2 separate regions of the Zea mays genome follow, and region 2 is linked to region 1. Evidence: chromatin contacts called from public Hi-C data. All regions are on one chromosome and are shown on one strand. The core of a region is the stretch at or near the end of the contact, and the rest is flanking DNA. Distances in the headings are between cores, read along the strand shown. Region 1 holds the start of LOC103644177 (pyruvate kinase isozyme A, chloroplastic). Region 2 holds the start of LOC100272397 (Guanylate-binding family protein).

Region 1 (4,546 bases), core at 186-2,685:
TAGAGCAGCCGAGGCGAGGCACTGCGGGCGTGGGGATCTAATTTGCAGGGAGGATCTTAGGGCGGATGAGGATCGGTGGAGCGGGCGGGGAACGATGGTTTGCGCGTGCGCGGAGTGGGCTGAGAGAGGGCATGGCTGAGGGAGCGAGGATCGAGTGCTAGCGCATGCTCGTTGGCGGAGGGGGAAGCGGATCCGCCACGCGCGAGCATGCGACTGGTTGTGCGCGGAGGGGGCCAAGCGGGATAGAGGCGAAATCCGCTGCACCCGCCATCCATGGCGGCATTTGCGGGGGCAGGGGCCTGCGGATTGCAGAGATTGCGCCCTTCCATCGACGATGGGGGCTAGCGGGCGGTGTGGGAGAGGGGCGGGGTCATGGTGTAGCCCTGATGGCTGGCGTGTGCGGTGTGCGGCGGTTAAGACGCACGCGGGGATGGCGAGGTCACGGAGGCAGGGGTCATTTTGGAGGCAGGGGTCGCAGGGAACGCATGACCGGGGCGGGAGCTATGGGATGGGGAGCGCGTGTGGGGCGAGCGGGGAACACGCGACGTGGGGGTGTGCTGCGTGATGGGGAAGGCGGGGCAGAAGAAAGGAGGCATCGCGAGACATGGGCAGGCGGGGCGGGGGCACGAGGGGCTGTCGACGCCCTCCTTACGTTCTTAATAGGAGTAGAGATTCAAATATAACCATCTCTTATTTCAAGATTTTCGTTAATTAAAGTTAGAAAATTATTGGAGAGTCAAAAATATATAGAAAACAATTTTTTCATATTAATGACTATAGATGATGATTTAGAAAGATTAGATGCTCTAAGATTGTCTCTAGCAACGTCCTCTATATACATCCTCTATATCCGTCCTTTACAATCTTCTCTAAAAGATTCCATCTCCTATATTTACTTTCTCTCCAACAACGTACTCTAAATCACGTCCTCTATATGTAAATACCTATATTAAAGACATTTTTAATTTTTTAATTTTTGTACATACGTATTTGTCATACTCTCAAATATATTGTACATATTTTAGTTTTATTAAACCGGTTGTTTAAAGTATTCAAATAGATAGAGAACCGTTCAAAGAAACTCTACATATAGAGGATCCAGCAGCGTTCTCTAAATTTAGAGGACCGTTTAGAGGACGTTGCTGGAGGGAGTAGAGAACATCCTCGTACTCTAAATTTAGGGTACAGGACTTTTTAGAGGGTCTTGTTGGAGCCAGCCTACCAAAGAATAAAACAAACATGTACTAAGTTTTTTTAGTGTGAAATATGTTCACTCAAATTAAAGGATTCTAAGACAACAGCAAAGGTTCCTCTCTCGTCAGTCCAAAGGCATGTCTGCCGAGTCTATCGAGCTTAACACGTGTGTTTAGACGGTGAACGTAGTGACATTTTCCGTTTCTTTCAAGGACCTGGTATTTTCTTCAGTGCAATGCTGGAAATGGTTTTAAAATCTTTTTTTTTTTGCCACCTTGGACTATTTTGATGAGTGATGAGTGATGACGATGAACAGCAGAAACAGGCAGGACCGTAGGGGCAGCAACAGGCCAACGGCGTGAAGTTGTGAACTGGTGATGCTTTTGTTGGCTTTTCGTCCATGCGTACCAACTACCACGGCATGGCAGTATGAGTAGATCCGAGAATCTGACAATCCAAGCGTCCTGCACTCCTGCTCCACCTCGATTCCTCCACAGCACACTCCCAAAACCAGAGCCACGCCGGCCGGCACACCGTCGCCTCCTTTGACTAGCCTCGCCGCCGCAGCGACAGCCATGGCCACCGCTGCCCGCTCCCTCCACCTCCCTGGTCCGACGCCTCCTAAATCCTCTACCCCCTCCTCCCACCGCCTCCCTGTCCCTTGCCACCTCCGCCCCCAACGCCGCCGCCTGGCCGCCTCGTCCTCCGACCTCACCTCCTTCCCCGAACCGCCCCCCGCCCCGAACGGCGTCTACGTGCCGTGGGCGGCGGCCTCCTCCGTGGCCGCGGCCGCGGCCTCCATCGTCGTGGACGCCGCCACCGAGGCGGAGCTGCGGGAGAACGGGTTCCGGAGCACGCGCCGCACCAAGCTCGTCTGCACCGTGGGCCCCGCCACCTGCGGCGCCGCCGAGCTCGAGGCGCTCGCCGTCGGCGGCATGAACGTCGCGCGGGTCAACATGTGCCACGGCGACCGCGAGTGGCACCGCGAAGTCATCCGCGCTGTCCGGAGGCTCAACGACGAGAAAGGGTTCGCGGTCGCCGTGATGATGGACACCGAGGGCAGCGAGATCCACATGGGCGACCTTGGCGGAGCGCCCTCCGCGAAGGCCGAGGTCAGCGCGCGACCCTGCTGCCTCAGCTTCATCTCGTTCCTTCGCCATCCTAGATTCATTCCATGCTTAAACACTGAATGATGTGCGGCTGACACACTGATTCGTCGTTCGTCCGCATCTGGCGAGATCTCGCGTGGACTACCTCACGAAGGTGGATATTATTCAGGATGAAGTTTAGCATGTAAAATCTGAGAAATTGTCCGATGGCACTCCTGAGTTTCATTTGAACATGTGAATGAAAAAAAAAACTCAGCTGCATAGGCTGAATTTGTTAAGGCTGTATATATTATTCCAAAAGCACTGGAGTTAACTATAACAGGAGTAATCTTGTTCATTAACCCTGTTTTTCTTTTAATTCATGTCTTGGACTATAGGTTGAGATAGTGTGTAATCTGACATGAGAGGGTTGAATTGAGCTACTGAACACATGAACCGTATTGTAAATTGTATCAGCATAAGAGTATTTCTGATTTGGAACTATGATAAAAAAAAGTAACCACTAAAGTCTTACAAGAGAAAATGCAAGTGTGCTATGATGCCATGATTTGACAAAAAACCTTTGAGTTTGTATCAGACTGTGTGAGTACTTCAAAAGGAGGGAATGCCTAAGTGTAAATGCTAAACCATTGGTGACCAACGTTTAGCCATTATTCAGGGTAAAAGGAAATGTAGACAGGCAAAACATCCGTTTAAACGGGTTAAATGGCCATTTAGGTGAACAGCGCATCTAATTTGCAATGTACTGAAGTTTTAGAACTGAGTCTTGTCATTCATCACTTATCAGAATTTACTCTTCTCTTGAATTTTGCAGGATGGAGAAGTTTGGACATTTAGCGTTAGATCTTCTGACACGTCGCTCCCAGATCGAATCATTCATGTGAACTATGATGGCTTTGCTGAAGGTTATCCATCAATACTGATCTTCTCTCTTGAGCCTACTTATTGTTTTAATGATATATGTATCAAAATGACTGATGCATTAGTGTTACTGTAATTTTCCCGATTTGATAATGTGTAATATAAAAAAAACTCTACCCAGATGTCAAAGCTGGTGATGAACTATTTGCGGACGGTGGAATGGCCAGGTTTGAGGTGATTGAAAAGTTAGGGCCAGATGTGAAGTGCCGCTGCACTGATCCTGGTCTGTTGCTGCCACGGGCTAATCTTACTATATGGCGCGATGGCAGTGTAGTGCGAGAGAGGAACGCTATGCTTCCTACAATTTCGTCGAAGGTAATTTATAGTGAAAACAACACTTACTTTGATTTGAATTTTGCTCCTCATACTTTGTGCTCAACAGTCAAAGTAGATATTCAGCTCAGACCATCCATATTGAGCCCTTGTGTTGTCTGATCTTTTTCCTGATGTCTGAAATTAGTTTTGATAATGTGAGCACTTGGTTCACTCTGGAACTTTATTTTAAGGCTTCTACAATAAGATAAGAAGTGCTTGTAAAGTTGTGTGAAATTTCCTTCTCTTATGTGTTGCAAATTGCAACCAATCATTATATAATAAAGGTTCGTGCATTACTTGCAGATAAAAATTATACTTATGACCTAAACTTTGCAGGATTGGATTGACATAGATTTTGGAATTGCTGAAGGTGTTGATTTCATCGCCGTGTCATTTGTCAAGTCTGCTGAAGTAATTAATCATTTGAAGAGTTACATTGCTGCGAGGAGCCGTGGAAGGTTGGGTTGGATTATGTTTTGAAAGTTTTCACCTTGTCACATGCACAATTCACATGTAGGGTGTAGCTGGGTTTATTAGTACCGTATTGACTATCCTTATGTCCAATACAGAATGTTAGTGTTATACAAGTCATGAGCTCGACCTCTGGATGATAATTTGATATGTATCGTGCATATAATTAATGTATACTTAAGTTTACACAGGAGTGAGGAGTCTGCCCTTTCTTGTTTTGCCTGGTTTGGTTGATAATTTGCACACTAGCAGTTTGGTTGTGCACACTGAAAGCCATAGCAGGTCTATATGCCCTGCTTTGAGCGTGCTGAGTAACCATCACACTTAAGGGCTTAGGTACCATGCACATTAATGGCGTGTTTGGTTTGTGGAGTTACCCTATGCTTCATAAGGTGATGCATCATGAGTTCATCTCATAAATTTTGGTGGAATCAACTCATTCCTCATGTATATACTAATTATTAGCTTATGAGTAATGAAGTGGTAATGGATCAACTATTCTATTCCACAAACCCAATAAAAAAGTGAGGAGCGAG
Region 2 (4,131 bases), core at 1,556-4,055, 180 kb after region 1:
TGCTCTCACAAACTCGGCTACGGCCAAACCGTTGACAGCGTCAACAAACCATCCTAAAAACTCGGAACCTGACCATGCACCCGGGCTACAATCAGGTCGCATGAGGGAACAACCAGACCGGCCAAGGCGTCACGAATGACATTAAGACCTCAGAGGAGTCAAACCACTCCTCCGAGGCCTCGGGGGCTACACCCGGCGGGTGCGCTCGCGCGCACCCACCGGAACAAAGTGTAACCGAGAAAAGGCCGGCCCCCTCACAAAAAAGTGCGGCAAATCCTCCAAGCGAGTACCAACACTCCCTTTGAGGCTCGGGGGCTACTGTCGGGTACCATAATTAGGGGTACCCCCAACACTCCTAAACACGGCTGGTAACCACCATCAGCACAAGCTGTAGAGACTGATGGACACGATTCAGGTCAAGGCTTCGTCTACTCAAGGGACGCGATCTTGCCTCGCCCGAGCCCAGGCTCGGGCGGGAACAGTAGTCCTAGACGAATTCACGCCTCGCCCGAGGGCCTCCTCAAGCAACGGGCGCACCCTCGACTCGCCCGAAGCCCAGCTCGGGCAGGCTTCGTAGTGAAGCAACCTTGGCCAAATCGCCTCACCAACCGACCGTATCGCAGGCGCATTCAATACGAGGATCGCCTTACACCTTATCCTGACACACGTGCCTCAGTCGGCAAGGTCAAAGTGACCGCAGTCACTTCGCCCTTCCACTGACCGACCTGACAGGAAAACAGCGCCGCCCGCCCCGCTCCGACTGCTGTGCCACCCGCCAGGGTGAAGCTGACAACAGTCAAGTTCAGCCTCAGGCGCAACAGGAATCTCCGCCTTGCCCGACCCCCAGGGCTCGGCCTCAACCTTGGCCTCGGAGGGTGGTCTCCGCCTCGCCCGACCCTAGGACTCGGCCTCAACCTCGGCCTTGGAGGGTGGTCTCCACCTCGCCCGACCCCACGGCTCGGCCTCGAGAGGAATCGCGTCCTCGCCCGACCCCGGCCTCGGCCTTAGGAGGAGTCTCCGCCTCGCCCGACCTTAGGCTCGGACCGACCGCGCCACGGGGGATACATCATTACCCTACCCCTAGCTAGCTCAGGCTACGGGGGAACAAGACCGGCGTCCCATCTAGGCTCGCCCCGGTAACAAGTAATGATGGCTCCCCGCGTGCGTCCATGACGACGGTGGTTCTCAGCCCCCTACGGAAGCAAGGAGACGTCAGCAAGGTCCCAGCAGCCCCGACAGTTGTGCTTCTACAGGGCTCAAGCGCTCCTCCGATGGCCACGATACCGCGTACACAGGGCTCTAGCACCTCTCCGACAGCCACGTTAGCATGTACACAGGGCTCAGGCACCTCTCTGCCGAACACGTTAGCGCATAGCTACACCCCCATTGTACACCTGGACCCTCTCTTTGCATCTATAAAAGGAAGATCCAGGGCCTTCATGCAAGAGGGTCGCGCGGGAGAAGGAGCTAACGAACATGCTCACTCTCTCTCTCTCTCTCTCGCGAACGCTTGTAACCCCTACTGCAAGCACACCCCCGTGGCGCGGGGCAACACGAGCCGCGTTTTCCCCCTTGTGTTCCGTCTCGCGCCAACCCATCTGGGCTGGGACGCGCAGCGACAAATTTACTCGTCGGTCCAAGGACCCCCCGGGGTCGAAACGCCGACAAAACCATAACCCAATTGACGGTACTACTCAAATTGTTGGGTGGCCTGGGTACTGCAAAACAAGATGCCATGGATGACATACAGGAGCAGGTAGAAAATGTTAGCTACTTTGCCAAGATGGTAAAAGAGCACATATATGTTACTAACCATTTAATCCTTGGCTGCATACTGCATGTCTGCAAAATTATGCATTAAAACTACAATGAACATATTTTTCCTTGGGAGTGCAAGGGAGTAGATATGTTAGTGACACATTAGATTTGTCTACTTACAAATAAGATATCATCAGGCATGTGAATTACTGAGGAACGAACAACATGCGTGTTTACTTACAATTTGTAAATCTGCAGTAATTCACTATGTAAAAGAAAGGTAGCGGGTCAAGTAAATATAGCCTTCCTAAATTTATCAAATCAGTGAGAAATACTTAATGCAAAATCATATTAATGGTTTCGAGGGAATCGCTGGACGTCTACTTTAGACTCTTATAGAGTAGTAGAAATTATATGTTAATTAGATTTTTTTTGTAATAAATTATTATTAGTTTGAACCACAAACCAGCTGCAGCGAGCTGAACTGAGCTTGCTTGCTCTGTTCACAAGCCACAAAAATATGGTCGACTCAAGCTTTTTGAATGTCAAATCGATCCGAGCCAAGGTGCTCCGAGCCCGAACCAGCACGTGAGTTGGAGCTTTTTTCCAGCCACGACGGAGACGCTCGAAGTCTGGAAGCATCGCCAGCAACTATAACAGCACCAGATGCTCTGTTTCTATTGGTCTTTCAATCACCGCCACGTGGGCCCTGCTAACGTGTCCGCTCTTCCATCCCCAGGAATAACGCATACACACGTTTCCAGGTCGTGGCTCCCACACAATGCCCAGTCAGCCAGTCCCCGTCAAATCCCACTGCCATGCGGGCCCACGGAGCCATTAAGTCGACGCCATTAGCAACGTTATTAATAGTAGTAGACGCTATAATAAAGCGCTAAACAATTGCCCGCTTAAAATACGGAAGCGGGCTTCTCGCGGCACGCACGCATCACCCTCGCTGCCCCGTGCTCCCCCGAATTTTTTTCCTCTCCCCTTCCGAGTTCCGACCTCGTCGCCCCGCGGCTCCAGCTCTTCCCGTTCATTCCCTCGCGCCGAAGCAACTCCGGAATCCGCCTGCGCGCCAAAACCCTAGCCCCAGATCCCGCGCCGCGCCGCGCCGCCCGGTGCCCAGTCGGCGGCGCCCGCGCCGGCCATTGCCGCTCGCCGCATTGGGGGCGCTTACGGCGTCTCCTCCGCTCCCGAAGCAGAGATCTGGGCCGAGGAGACCTGGTTGTTCGTGGGCGGTGCAGGGGATGGGGCGCGGGCGGTGGGCCTCGGGGATCCGCGCGGCGGCGCTGGTCCTGCTCGCGGTCGCGGCTGCCGCCGGAGCCGCCGCGGGGGATCCTGATCCCGACGAGCTCGAGCGCGCGTAAGTGTACCTCGGCTCTGCTCCGCGTATCCGTATGGCTGGTCGGTGCTGTGGCGCCATTCCCGCTGCCTCGTTGCTTTTGGCGGGGGACGTCGAACCGAATTTCGCGTTGGATGGCGCGAATGTCTCGTTGCGTCTGTAGCGCGCATTGCCCGTGCGTTGACTGGTGGAAGCATGCGCCGTCCCGGCCGTGCATGCCACGCGATGATGAGGTGTTGTGGCGTAAAGGAGCTAAAGCGCTCTGCTTCACCGCTTACCCGTACTTCTGTTGCAGTTTCGGACAATTCTGGTTTAATTTATCATCTCAGTTCCGCCGTCTCTTGTATGATTGTATCGTGTGTCATGAGTTTCTCATGCCACGCGTGTGTGAAGGCAGTAGACAAGTTTGGTGGGATGTCGAGGAATGACAGGTGGTTGGTACTTGATAGCTTGCATATGGAGAAGGCCAAGAGGAAGTATGTTTTATGGCACGAGTGCAGATTTGGTGCCCAAGGGGGTTGGTGCCCTCCTTGGCTAAAATACCATGTTGCAATGTTTCAAAAATCACCACAAAAACCATGTACAGTTAAATATAGCCGCAACAATTCAGTTTGAAATTCATCTGAGATGTCAGGAAACAAAATGGACAAGTAACCAACCTTGCACTGTTCATCAAGTGTTGACACTTGTGTTTTTTAAATCTCAGCATCAAAGATGAATTTCAATCTGGCTACACTTAAATTTAGATGTACTACATACATGGTTTTTGAAACATTGTAACATGATACTTTAGTTCTTTAGTTAACGAGGTGCCATATGATTTTCCTTTATGGCATTTTGTCAGTGAATTACTTATGCCGTGGCACAATTGTTTCTGCTTTCAAGCAGTGTTGAAATTTGGATTAGTTTGACTGGCATATGCAGATTGGGTGTTCTATTCTTTGGGGGATGTTGCTGTTTGAATATTTTTGGGTGCTTTTACGGAAACTAGTAATTTGAATAGCTTCAAACATTGCTAAGTTCCAAGA

Evidence for each region. Hi-C and Micro-C count contacts between places; a contact is called where the count stands out from the background.
Region 2: a Hi-C map of bundle sheath shows a contact between it and region 1, with 2.8 times the contacts expected there. The contact joins the promoter of LOC100272397 here to the promoter of LOC103644177 in region 1. A contact is called at or near these places in 7 of 25 Hi-C or Micro-C datasets (bundle sheath, ear, leaf and 2 more).

The regions. Positions count from the first base shown.
Region 1 is chr1:294,715,941-294,720,486 of Zm-B73-REFERENCE-NAM-5.0, forward strand. LOC103644177 (pyruvate kinase isozyme A, chloroplastic) reads left to right here and starts at 1,436. Exons shown (of 6, transcript XM_008667370.3): 1 at 1,436-2,306; 2 at 3,118-3,208; 3 at 3,346-3,539; 4 at 3,876-3,997. The coding sequence starts at 1,770.
Region 2 is chr1:294,898,754-294,902,884 of Zm-B73-REFERENCE-NAM-5.0, forward strand. LOC100272397 (Guanylate-binding family protein) reads left to right here and starts at 2,806. Exons shown (of 17, transcript NM_001359613.1): 1 at 2,806-3,124. The coding sequence starts at 3,009.